Linked DNA regions of Mus musculus: region 1 is linked to region 2. The links are chromatin contacts, called in public HiChIP or PLAC-seq maps. All regions are on one chromosome and are shown on one strand. The core of a region is the stretch at or near the end of the contact, and the rest is flanking DNA. Distances in the headings are between cores, read along the strand shown. Region 1 holds the start of Art2b (ADP-ribosyltransferase 2b). Region 2 overlaps Arap1 (ArfGAP with RhoGAP domain, ankyrin repeat and PH domain 1).

Evidence for each region. HiChIP or PLAC-seq counts read pairs in DNA pulled down with a chosen protein or histone mark.
Region 1: an H3K27ac HiChIP or PLAC-seq map of T-cell acute lymphoblastic leukemia shows a contact between it and region 2, with 5 times the contacts expected there. The contact joins the promoter of Art2b here to the enhancer-like site in region 2. A contact is called at or near these places in 13 of 39 promoter capture datasets (the 3T3-L1 cell line, the C10 cell line, the HPC-7 cell line and 5 more), 1 of 15 datasets of contacts at CTCF or cohesin (large pre-B cells), 2 of 115 datasets of contacts at active chromatin or transcription factors (T-cell acute lymphoblastic leukemia and large pre-B cells) and 3 of 9 other capture datasets (adipose tissue, embryonic stem cells and liver).

The regions. Positions count from the first base shown.
Region 1 is chr7:101,579,820-101,583,210 of GRCm38.p6, forward strand. Art2b (ADP-ribosyltransferase 2b) reads right to left here and starts at 1,342. Exons shown (of 3, transcript NM_019915.3): 1 at 1,292-1,342; 2 at 85-820. The coding sequence starts at 1,342. Gm45995 (a long non-coding RNA gene) reads left to right here and starts at 1,102. Exons shown (of 2, transcript XR_001778239.2): 1 at 1,102-1,838; 2 at 2,758-3,010.
Region 2 is chr7:101,412,316-101,416,120 of GRCm38.p6, forward strand. It overlaps Arap1 (ArfGAP with RhoGAP domain, ankyrin repeat and PH domain 1), which reads left to right. Exons shown (of 34, transcript NM_001040111.1): 34 at 1-271. Among named protein-coding and RNA genes, the nearest start is that of Pde2a, 37 kb to the right of the region's middle. Within about 2 kb of position 2,131, at least 56 of the 459 cell types and tissues checked have an H3K27ac peak or open chromatin away from gene starts, as enhancers often do. A contact at or near this core is called in T-cell acute lymphoblastic leukemia, where this site is marked.

The DNA of each region.
Region 1 (3,391 bases), core at 92-2,591, 170 kb after region 2:
TCATATTGCTTCAAGTAGGGAGCACCTCCTCTTCCATTTCATGAGGTCCCCTGCCAGCTCCATCTCTAACACAGACAGACTCACCTGATATACTGAAATCAATGTTGACTGTTTGAGCAGAACCATTATAGAAGCAATTGAAGTTGCTCTTCTTCCTTTCTGGGGAGTCCAGAAATATTTCATTATACCCATTATCATTTTGTGCTGTGACTTTGTGATATACTTCATAGCCTGGAATTAACACCTCCTCTTCACGAGGGAATGAGGAGAATTCTTTGATATTAACCCCCAAGCAGGTTCTGATGATAAATAGTGTCCCATGATTACTGAAAAAATTTGAAGAAAGAGCTACTCTCTTTGTTAAAGATGAAGAACTGAACTGCCCAAATCGCACAGAGCCCTTCCCAGTGTATTCAAACATGACTTTAGTACCTCGGTAAACTAAACTACAACCCTGGTCATTCAAAAGCTGAACAGCTCTTGTTAAGTAGTAATGGAAGGCCTTGTAGTGGAAGTTATCCGGACTTTTCTTGAAGTCTCTAACAGCTCTGTTAAAATCTATAGCGAGGTTCCCAGTGTAGGCAACTAAAGCTGTCCCATGGAAATCATGGAAACCTGCCGGATAACTCGTACTGTTTTTGATCTCTTTCCAATTTATCTCTGCTTTTTCCCACTCAAGTTTTAATTCCTCATTCATGTTGAAGTCTTCTTGTAACAGCTGGGGTGCCTTTTTCTCCATGTCTTCGACACAGCTCTCATACTGATCATCAAATGCATTAGGAGCCATGTCTAGCATGAAAGGCACTGCAAGGCCAGTCACCTGAAAGAAAAAAGCAGGGCCCTCTGTTACCACTAAGTTTGCTAAGTTCCCAGCATGTGCTGGATGCTGTGGAGCCTGCAGCATGAGATGTCACATACACCCACCTCACACATGGCTCAGGCATGGACACAATCTCATTCCATCCTCAGAAGGGAGAAAGGCAAGGCTGAGATCTCTGACTCCTGTGTGTTTGCAGATACTATACTTCCTTGTTTACTCAATTAGTTCTTTAGTGAGCACACAAAACAAGAGGCCTCATCATGACCTTTGCATATTCATATATCATTGCAGATTGCTCATATTCACCCCCCCCACACACACACAGCTCTGTGATATTATCTCTATATTACCTCTTCAAAGGTTCATGCTCTCCAACATCCGCTACCACAGACTCAACTGTGGGAACTGTCATATTGCAAAGAGGTGGGCAGGGGAAAGAGAGGTCAACAGGATGTGGGTTGAGAATATTACCTGCTGGGTTAGCCACCAAGTTAGGAAGAACTTGAAAATTTTTGATGTCATCGTCAAGTTAAAAAACAGCTGCAAGCAAATATAAGACAATGAAAGAGGTGTGCACACAGTCGATTAACATTCTGTTGATGGAGCAGCTCTGGGGTAATGACTCAGTGTCTATGTCGCATCCAGGCTCCTGCTCACACTACTCCCAGAATGGCATATCAGGACTCTGTGAACCAATCTGCTTGGGTCCCTTACCAGTGATGTGGTCATCAATATCTTCTCTATCTATCTAGTAAGGAGCTATGATTAATTAATCTTGTTAGTACTCAGAGATGCACAGATGTCCTGAGGAAAACGGACAAGACATATGTTTGCAGATCGCTGATAGGCTGTGGTGTTTTTCTTTGCCCAGATATGTAAACTGTTGTCTGTGTTGGATTACCTTGGGGCTCTCAGTCAACTTGATACCTCTGAATGAAGTCTCTTAATTGTATCAGTACTCACTATGTTCTATATTGGCTATGGCTGTCCTCCAATGAGCCAGTGTGCCCATATGAAGGTAATGAAACCTTTAAGAGGTGAGGTCTATTGGGAAGGGACCAGGTCCTGGAGGGCATCACCATCAGAAGAGATCGATTGAGTCTTGTGGGATCCTACTCAGTTTTTGCAAGAGCAAGTCCAGCCTCTGCCTGTCTGGTTTCCTCTCTTGCATGTACTCCCTTCTGCACATGGCAGTGGCTTCTCTGCCACATTGTGACTCTGCCAGGAAAACCCTAACCAGCCAGCACTGCCATGGTAGTTAGACTGTGAACTAAGTGGACACATTGATTGTAAACTTTACAGCATTAAGAATTTTGTGAAAATAATAGAAAACACAAACTGAGGAGATAGCTCAGTGTGTACCATATTTGCCTTGCAAACATAGACCCGAGTTTGATTCCCAGAGCCCTAAGGAGAAAATCAGGGTACGGAGAATGCACTTGTAATTCCAGCACTGGGAGTTGGAAAGAAATGGATTTGTGTGATCCCCCGAACTTCACTAGACAGAACAGCCTACTCGATGTGTCTCAGGCCCGTGGGAAACCCTGTCTTTACAAAACTGGTGGACAGTGCCTGAGTGAATAGAGCAGAGGTTGTCCTCTGCTTCCACATGCATGTCCCCACACATGCAAGCACATGCAAGCACATCCATGTCCCCACACATGCAAGCACACGCATGAGTAGGTGTCATGTACACACATAAAGAAAAGGAGAAAGAAAGGTAATAGACCAACACGGCCTGCCTTCTTTAGAGTTATGGATGTTTATTGTTTTCACTGCTTCTTGAGGGTGGAGATTTAAAGTGTCCCCTGAGTTGCAGGAGTAAGGAAGAGTGGTCACTCACTGTGACCCTTTATTCCTTCCTATCTTCTGTCTTTTGGGAAACCACAAAAACTCCACTCCATAATTACCTAAGCCTGTTGTGTTACTTTCCACAGAATTTCTACTGAATCTGACAAGACAATCTGTGAGAGTTCCCCACATCCTGAGAATGGCAGAGAGGAGCTGCACCATGTGGCTAACAAGTTGTTCTTGGGGAGGCTGCACTCCTGGCTCCTCCTCAGCTTGCCTTCTCCTGCCTGAGTTTTTAGGGACCACCGCAGAGCCAACAGACTGAGGAGTTCTGCACTGCAGTGAAGGTTCCCACTTCTCTACACCCTGAACTTTAAGCAATTATTAAATACTGTAAAAGAACTATAGTCAGCTAAGTAAGAGCTGAGCACAGTGTCGCCTTTGTTTGCACACAGTTACTACTCTCAAGGACATCAGATAGTTTTACTTCAACTTCCTGTCAGGATAGATTGCACATCCTAGAGTAGTGGCACCCAGCACATATATAAATGTAAAAGCTTTCATTTATAATATTTAAATTATAAGCTGAGGATGCATCTCACTTGGTAAAGGGGCAACCTGGTACCCAGGAGTTCCTGAAATGAATCTCACCACAGCCTAATTACTAGCGGTGGTGGCACAAGCTGTAATTCCAGCTCCTCAGAGGGAAGACAGGACCATCAGACTTTCAGGTCACCCTTGACTATAAGTATCAGGACATCATGAGGCCCTTGTCTCAAA
Region 2 (3,805 bases), core at 881-3,380:
GTCTGCCTCTCACATCACAGGGCATCGCCTTCAGAGGGAAGTGCTGACCTACAGAGGTCACCAGCTACTCAAAGACAGACTGGAGACTTCTGGGAAAGTGCTAAGCTTCTGCCTTCTCTGGAGTCTCATTGCCACCCTATCTCAAAGGCTTAGTGAGCAGACTTGCTGGTGTCCTGTCCTTAGCCTCGAAAGGGGCAGAGCAGAGCTGGATAAGACTGGGGTACCTGTGCCATCTGTGACCCCCCCATCACCTATAAAGCTCTGAACCCCGGCTGTGCCTTCCTGTCAGTTCTTGATGCCACAGGTCCTAGCCATAGGCCTGGCACCTCAGTCCTGGCTTACCAAGTAGGTGGCCCCAGTGGGGACCTGGATGTACACCTGGACATGTGTCCTGGGTGTTTGCCAGGAGACAGCACACGATCCTTGAGCTCTACTAACCTGTTGCACAAGCTACGGTCCCCATCCCTTTGTCCTATCTTCAGGGAGCTGCTCCAAGCCAAATTATCATGTCCTCCAGGCAGGACATGGCTAGAGGGCTTATGTGCCCAAGAGCTGCTTCCTCCCTGAACTTGATCTACTGTCCACCAACCCCAGAGACCAAGGAAGAGGGTACAACTAGAGGTGCCCTCTGCTGGTCTGGCACTGTCATTACTCTGGTTTAGGGATTAGCCAGAGGGGAGCTGCATTTGGCCACTAGGGGGCAGTCATGGACCACTCATAGTTGCAAATTTTGAGCAGGGTCTGTGTAACACCTCCTAACCCTCCCTACACCTGCAACACTTCCTCCCTCCCTCCTCTCCTTCCCCTCCCAGTGATATTCCTGGATCTGGCTTTGTTCTTCTGCCAGCTGGACCACTCAGCCCTGCCTCTGGCCAGCAACTAGTGATGTGTTGTAAGACAGCACAGTAGAGGTGCTTTGCTTTGATCTCCTGGGCTCTAGGACATGAGAGGAGCCCTTCGCCCAATGCCTACAGAATGCAAACCTAAGCCTGAGCCTCTGCTCTCAGCTTTCCCTGCCTGACATTAGAGTCTCCTCAGCTTTCCTCCTGCTCTTAGCCTGTTCTCCCCTTTTGTGAGCGCTCCCCGTAGCCAGCACTATGTGACACTGTAGAGTGCTTTCCCTTGGCGTGAGGTCACATCCCTGCAGGATTGAGACTCAACCTTCGTGAAAAATACCTGTGACTACAGTGTTGGGGGGGGGGGGCAGAGCAGAAGGTTCTGTTGTCTCAAGGATTCCTAATACTGGAGCCAGTGCCAGAAGGGAGGGATGCACTTGGTACTTTAGGTTGCTTGGGATGGGAGGAGCCCAGAGTTAGGGGTGGGAGCCTGAAGGAGGAAGGACTTCCTGGAGGAGTGTGGTTGGGGGTGGGATTGGATGTTGGGGAGGAGAATAGGGAGGGAACTCTGAGAGAAAAGGCTGTAGTAGGGCACAGCCTGGGCACCGAGCATTGCTGGTGGAGTGTTGGGGAAAAGTGGGCAGGGTAGGATATGGGGCAGAAGAGGGCTGGGGTATCTGCCTTTCTCTCTTCTGGCTCCTTCATTTCAACCCTCCCACTCTGCATGATATCCAGCAGTGAGGACCCAGGAACCCTTGGCTCCAGGGAGCTCTGGGTACACAGGCTGTAGTGAGACAGGTGGGGGTAAAGCTGGACCCTGCTACCTCCGTACTAACCCTGGGGCTGGAGGGGGCATGGAACCTCTTTCCTACCCCCTGGCTCTTATTGCTGCCTGCCCACAGTTCTGTTTTGGAAAGCATAGATGGGTAGGCAGATATCCTTTATAGTCCACGTGGCTTTGACAGTTACTTAGATCTCTGATCGTCTGTGTGCTCTCTGTCCTTTGGAGCTAAGCTGCATCCCGATAGCCTCCTGGGAACACTGAATGAGCAGGCGCAGGTAAGTGTGAAGTGCCAGCCGTGCCCCTTGCTAGTCTTCCTAGATATATCCGCAGTGACATCTTTGTGACATACAGGAGAAGAGCTTGAGAGGTTCAGCCAGCACTTAGTGACTACTTCCTGTGTTCAGCCCTCACTCACCAAGCACTTGTTGAATACCTGCTGTGTGCAGAGCTTTTGCCGCACACGTGGGGCAGATGAGTAAGTGGTGTGGGGGAGGAGGAAACCCTTGAGGAGAGAGGATGCTGCTCAGAGGGATTCATGAAGGGCTCATGTCCTGAAGCCTGGAGGGTAGGGGATGCTGAAGAGAGACAGACAAATGTAGATGGCCTGAAGTAAGGACCTGTTGTAGCTGGATCTTAACACCCATGCAACCCCAGGGCCTCACACCCTCAGCACCAGACACCCTAAGGCCTCCCCTCCACACCCTAGCTGTCAGGTCTTAGCTCTACTGGCTACCTAGGAGACACGACTACATCCCTGTCTAATGGGCCCTTTAGGATCTTGTCCCTACCAGAAAACAGCATCTTTTCTACTACTTAAGTACTTAGTGACCTGAATGACCCAGATCCTACTCTCAGACTGTGTGACTGTTTCTGTCTCACTGACACACATGCATGCACGTGCGCACCCACACCCACACAGAGCTGGTCAGAATCTCCCTGCCTCTCCTGTCAGGGAATGCCTTTGGATTCTTGTTCCCAGTGTCCATGTTCTATGAAAACATGGGGAGGATTTGTACCCAGCTAACCAACCAGGGGGATGGCTCCTTGAAGAGCTCACTGGCCCTGGCATGTGCCCTCCTCTATGCTACTTTCAGCCTGTGGAAATTTCCACACTTCCTCTGCCCTGGTTACAGCTCCTACTGCTGTATTTATCACCCTGGAGACACAGTGACACAGGCCACAGGCACACACTCATGCTCTGCACACACGTGCCTGCACACCTCAGCTTGCACTGCCATAACTCAAGTGCATCACACACACACACACACACACACACACACAGAGCACGTGGAGGAGGGACATCCACACACAAAGAGCTCTCTAGGAAAATTGTTCTCCCTCCTGCTGCTGCCCCTCCCCCACCTCCTCCTCCTCTGTTCTGTCCGCCCACCCCCACCCACAGACCAAAGAGCTGGGCCTGAGGACTGTACCTCCCACTCCTTATCAGCTGGGAGGCACTCTGCCTGGTGACTTGAGTGTGCCCTCCCTCTTGCCATTCCGCCCTCCCTCCCCCCTCTGCCACTCCCCTGCAATCTTGACTGTCTTCTATGCATAAGTCCCCTCTTTGTCACTCTTTTGACTCTGAAGTGGAAACTGTCATTCTTCTCTGCTTTGTCTCCCGGAGGTTCAAGTCGAGGAACCCCAAGGATCCAGGCAGAGAGATAGACTAGGAGGGGGTGCCAGGAACCCACATCTCCTCAGCTCCTGTCACCTTCAGCCCTCCTCTTGATGAGGGGAGGGCTGTGTGCCTGGAACCATGGAGACCAGTGAGCGTCATGGCAACACAGTCTGGGTGGGCACAGCCTTCCTCCTCCGGGGTTTGGGGGGGTGCGTAGGAGGAACCCCATGGGCCTGATGGCTGTGGGCCTTGTGCTGGTGCCCAGTGCTGGTCACCGCATCTGCCTGCAACCTGTTCTAGTCCTACCCCTCCTTGACTCACTGCACTGTGGGCTGCAGGACTCGAACGAAGGCTCTGATGCTCCCTGGACACTGCAGGAAAGATACTGCAAACACCAACAGAGCTCAGGGGCTTGCCTAGGGCCCCACAGACTTCATAGTTGGCCACCCATGTCAGTTTACTCAGGGCAGAGAAGTCAGCTCAATGTGAGTTTGGACTCCCTGTGAAACCCCCAACTAGCCCTTTGCCTTGCCAGTGAGGATATGGAATACCTGCTGTGCCAAGGCT